2 separate regions of the Danio rerio genome follow, and region 1 is linked to region 2. A link is a contact called in public HiCAR-type data. All regions are on one chromosome and are shown on one strand. Each heading gives the region's core, a stretch centred on a gene start, on an enhancer-like site or on the middle of the called end of the contact. The rest is flanking DNA. Distances are from core to core; before and after follow the strand shown.

Region 1 (2,700 bases), core at 143-2,642, 300 kb before region 2:
ATGCGCAGCTCCACAAGACCCAAACCAAGCGAGCAAGGGGTGACAGTGGCGAGGAACAAACTTCACCAATTGACGAAAGTGAAGAAAAAAAAACCTTGAGAGAAACCAGGCTCTGTTGGTCATGACCATTTCTCCTCTGGCCAAATTTTGATAAAGGATGCCTCTCATCATTGACAATCATGGTAGCCTTATTTAATACTCTTTCTGTGTATATATCAATACTCTTTAGTTTTATTCCCAACAACTTACTGGCTGTTGTTACCACCCTCCCCTATGACCTCTTCTGGTCCTCAGACGCATTTCTATACTAAAAGATCACACAAAATGTTGCAATACTTTCGATAAAAGCACTATAAAACATAATCAGCGATGTGTTGTCAACATTAAAAGACAATAGTTTCTTTAAGGAGCACATTTTCTGTTGAAGCTTTTTCCTTATACAGCCAGTCCATACATTAAGTGCATTGTCCAACATCACACCCAAATATGTATTATTTGTTACTAACTGAATTTGCCCCCCATTAATTACACTCTCAGAAATAAAGGTATGTGAGCTGCCACTGGAGTGGTACATTTTCAAAAGCTACACATTTGTACTTAAAGGCTCTAAATTGGTACCTCAAAAGTATATGTTAGTACCTAAAAAATTTAAGAAGAACACTTTTGTACTTTTAGGTACTAATATGTACACTTGAGGTATTAAATTTGAACTTTTAGGTACAAATGTGTAGCTTTTGAAAAGGTACCACCCCAGTGACAGCCCACATACCTTTATTTCTGAGAGTGTAGGGATGATGTTGGCAACTAGCTCAACTGTTAAAATGGGAATTATGTGTTATGAGACAAAATAGTGAAACTTATTATTAGATCACTAAGACTATTGGTAAAATGAAAAAAAAATAGCCAATTGGTACTTTTAATTGTGCAAACAAAGCACTCTGTTTAGCTAAATTCCCAGCTAAAATACAGCATGATATTGTAAAATTATAGATACATCCAGGAGAGCAACAGCTTACTGAGACAGAAAATGCACACAAAGTAGTACTACAAAGTACTTTGTCTGATATTTGCTGTAAATCTGTTTGCTCTTCTTCATCATTGTTCAATAAAATGCCACAGTCCACAACACCACAAACTTTAGCACGCTTTGAAAGTCACATTCATGTTTAGGTGTTTTTCCCCCTGTTCCCCTGTCATTTACTCCCCTCCTGGCTTTCATTAGCCGTGTAACCTCAGCGAGGCCCGATCCTCGCCTGCCCTGTTATCTCAATGATGTTCTAATGCTGGTCAAACATTATTGTGAATGGCTGAGCTCAATAGAGGCAGTGTTAGCCAGGAGAGTCAATATTAGCTGAGCACACAGGCGGGAGGAAGGTGGGGGAAGGGAAAGCACCGCCTCTGACTGACTGACTGTGGGTGAGGGGCGCGATTCTGCGCTCCTGCTGAACCTTGACCATTCACAACAGAGCCAACAAAGCATGGGATAAAGAGATGACAGGATTTTGGTACAGCATTCTTTTGCCCCTGGCTATTGCTGAAGAAACTGCTGATGGGTCAAAGATGTTCCATCTACATCACACATATTTACAGTAAATTCACCTTTTTCCAATGCCCTGTGATGCTTTGCTTGAACCATTTGAGTAATGTGCATTAAACTGTAAACAATCAGAGTTTTAAAAACTGGGTTCAGTGAAGTATCATCCCCTTTCATGAATATTACAATTAATAAATTACTTTCAGCAGACCATGAATAACCACAAACATTCAAAACAACTCATGTAGAAGTCTGATACAAGGAAATATATGCAAATTAAATCACACTTTACTATAAGGTTTTATAAATGTTAGTGTATTTTTACTAACATGAACTAATTATGAACAATATACTTGCACAGCATTTATGAATCATAGTTTAATATTTACTAATGCGTTATTCAAATCCAAACTCATGCTTGTTTACAATAGCTAACGCACTGTGAGTTAACATGAACTAACAATGAACGACTTTATTATCATAAACTAACGCTGACAAAGACGAATACACACTTGACTTTAACGAATGTATTGTTCATTGTTTGTTCATGTTAGTAAATATATGAACTAAAATTAACCTAAAACCTTATTGTAAAGTGTCACTAATATTTGATATACAGGTTCATATTTGAATTTTACATACATAAATGATGTCATATATGCAACATATAGTTTGAATTACTGAAAAAAGGCCACATGCATATTTTTTTATCATTGGGATTACATATATGTTCACACACACACACACACACACACACACACACACACACACACACACACACACACACACACACACACACACACGCACATATATATAGTATATAAATATACATATATATATATAGTATATATATATACTCACTGGCCACTTTATTAGGTACACCTTACTAGAGCCAGGTTGGATTGTTAATACAAGGCAGGATGGATCGAAGCTTTCATGTTGTTGATGCCAAATTCTGACCCTACCATCCGAATGTCGCAGCAGAAATCAAGACTCATCAGACCAGGCAACCTTTTTCCAATCATCTATTGTCCAATTTTGGTTAGCCTGTGTGAATTGTAGCCTCAGTTTCCTGTTCTTAGCTGACAGGAATGGCACCTGGTGTGGTCTTCTACTGTTGTAGCCCATCCGTCTCAAGGTTAGACATGTTGTGCATTCAGAGATGG
Region 2 (2,700 bases), core at 140-2,639:
TGTGACTTTTTCTCTCAGAATTTCTTATCAGAGTTATATTATCTCTTGCCGTTTTGAGAATGTGAATTATGAAAAAATAAATTAGCATGGTGTTAACTTTCTACATAAAAAAGCAGTGATGCAAGAAATAGGGCTCTATTTTTACGATCTAGGCGTAAAGTCTAAAGTACATGGCGCAAACGCATGCTCAGCTGCATAGGCTGCAAAAGGTATGATGTGTAATTAAAAAAGGGGGGAGGGGGGAGATTGGTTTTAGGACAGATTGACCGTCAGGCCACCAGGAAATGTCCCAGTGCTCCCTACGGCCAGTCCGCCTCTGTAGGCGCATAACGCGCTCTGCGCTGGACTTGGACTATACAAATGTATTTGCTATTTAAACAACGTGGAGCAAAACATGAAAATTAGGGTTGCACTGGTCTGAAAATAGCAAGAAATTGCGCCAAATACGTATTGCGCCTTGTGCCGGGTGTATGATAGGGCTCATTTATAGACATTTGAAATATAAACTCACAATTGAGATGTACACCTGGAATTCCTAGGAGGGAAGTCAGTTGTGCAAGACACACACTGAAAATTCTAAAAGATAAATTAAAGATATAAACTCAGAATTAAAATGTAAACTCAAGAATTGTGACCTGAAGAATATAAACAGATTTGAAATATGAATTCAGAATTCGGGAAAAAAAAAATCTGAATTATGAGATGAAAACTGAGGAAAAAAGGCAGAATTTAAAAATATAAACTATTTAAAAATATAAAAAATATAAACAGAATTATGAGATATTATCTCAGAACTGCTAAATATAAATTCTGAGAAATAAATGTTCCATATAATGCCATAAGTCTAACGCTTGGTTCACACCAAACACAAAATTAAACATTCATGCCAGTAAATTACATACAAAGTCACAAACAATGTAAGTGTACAAATAAAATATAATAACGTAAACTCAGAATGTAAAAAAAAAATAATTAGAAATCTGAAAAATGTCAGAATTGCAATATACAAACTGGGAATTGTAAAAAAAATTCTCACAATAGTGATTCTCAAAAGAAATGTGAATTGTGAAGGATAAATCTACATTTATAAGATAAAGTTACCATTTTATTTTTTATCTTGTGGTGGAAATGGCTTTTCACGCATGTTTAATTTAATGCTCTTGAGTGTATTTGGAGAGAGTCCTGCAGATGTTTGCCCTTCCTCCCAAACCACATACTTATTAATTTGTTCTTATGCTTAAAAAATATTCAGTAGATCCCAGCTGTATAACCTCAGTGGAAATCTGTGGGAAAGATCTCCAGCTCTTGCTAACTCACACACTGTTATCCACATTACACTTAGCCAAAGTACTAACCCTGCCTCCCCTGAGCGCCCACAGGCTGCGGGTCAATTCCAGGCCTCCTCCAGCCAAACCCACAGGGAGAGGAGCCTGTCAATGTGCAAACCGACAGTGCTGAGCTCTGTGGTTTACAAGGGGGTCACAGGACTGACTCTGTACCTCGCAGATCCTCACACACACACACACTGCAGACTGTGACCCAACCAAAACCAGTGAGCTATTCTGGGCAATGCCTCACTAAAATTGCAACCTTTGGTAAATATGAGCATAGAAGGCTATAAAAATTTACAATTTTAACCCTTTTTACCTTCTGGTCAAAATATTAATAAAAAAAAAAACAATTGCAATTGCAAACAAAGCATGCTTTTATCTTAAATATATATGCACAATTCAGGCCACCTTTATTATTTCATATAAACAAAATAATAACAGTAATAATCATTTGAAGCACATTTTCACTGTTTTGACTTTTTTTAGTAAAACTCGGTGACATGAATAGGAGGCTATTCAACAATGACCTCCTATTTTACATATGACCCAACACACATATGCCAAACTAGCAAAACATAATCCCCAATTCCACCTTTAGGGCAATATTAAAGAAGTGCAATGAATAAGCCTGGAAGAAGTGTTTCTATCTTGCCCCAATGCACTATAAAGAGGATGTTCCAGGGGCCAAAAAACACAAAATCTTCCAGAGTTAGTTAGTTAGTTGGGTCTTTGGGTCAGAAAGTCTCCAAAGCTACACTCCCATTTTTTGGAAGGGTTTCAATAAAAAAAAAAAAAAAATCTCCATTCATATCATCTTCAGTTTCAGAGTCAAAAAATCTAAAGGTTTTTTTAAATTTAGCAATGTTGCAAAAATTGGTGGAGGGCACTTACTATAACATTAAAGGCAAAATGTATAAGATTTTTTTCATTAAATAAAAAAACACTAGTATAATGTTATATATTTTGCTGATTTCTGTACTTAATCACAAATGTTTTAAAGCATGTTACTATCCAGAAAAATTAGCAGTTTTACCTAGTGACACGCGCAGACCACCAAAGATGCTTTGATATGATCTGCATATTTTTAGGCACTAAAACTGTCTAAAAATACTAATAAACTGTATTTAGTATGATAAAACAGCGCTGCTTTATGACTGGAACATGATTTCTTTAGGACTCCCTTACGATGTAATGAAGAAGACAACTCTTATGATTCCACATGCAGTCACAGCATGGTTACATACACTTTTTGTTTGTTAATGCGAGCCCTCTAGCAGCTAAAATTACATACTGTGCCTTCAAAGTATTGGCAATGAGAGCCTATACCTTAATTGTTTTTTGCCGTTTCAGCACAGAAGTTTGTAAAACA

The links. HiCAR-type assays count read pairs that join an accessible place to other places.
Region 1: a HiCAR-type map of caudal fin shows a contact between it and region 2, with 11 times the contacts expected there. The contact joins two enhancer-like sites. A contact is called at or near these places in 7 of 18 Hi-C or Micro-C datasets (caudal fin, embryo, fibroblasts and 2 more) and 1 of 4 datasets of contacts at active chromatin or transcription factors (caudal fin).

The regions. Positions count from the first base shown.
Region 1 is chr18:21,790,468-21,793,167 of GRCz12tu, reverse strand. No RefSeq gene overlaps it. Among named protein-coding and RNA genes, the nearest start is that of kif23, 55 kb to the left of the region's middle. Within about 2 kb of position 1,392, at least 46 of the 62 cell types and tissues checked have an H3K27ac peak or open chromatin away from gene starts, as enhancers often do.
Region 2 is chr18:21,494,975-21,497,674 of GRCz12tu, reverse strand. No RefSeq gene overlaps it. Among named protein-coding and RNA genes, the nearest start is that of uacaa, 61 kb to the right of the region's middle. Within about 2 kb of position 1,389, at least 15 of the 62 cell types and tissues checked have an H3K27ac peak or open chromatin away from gene starts, as enhancers often do.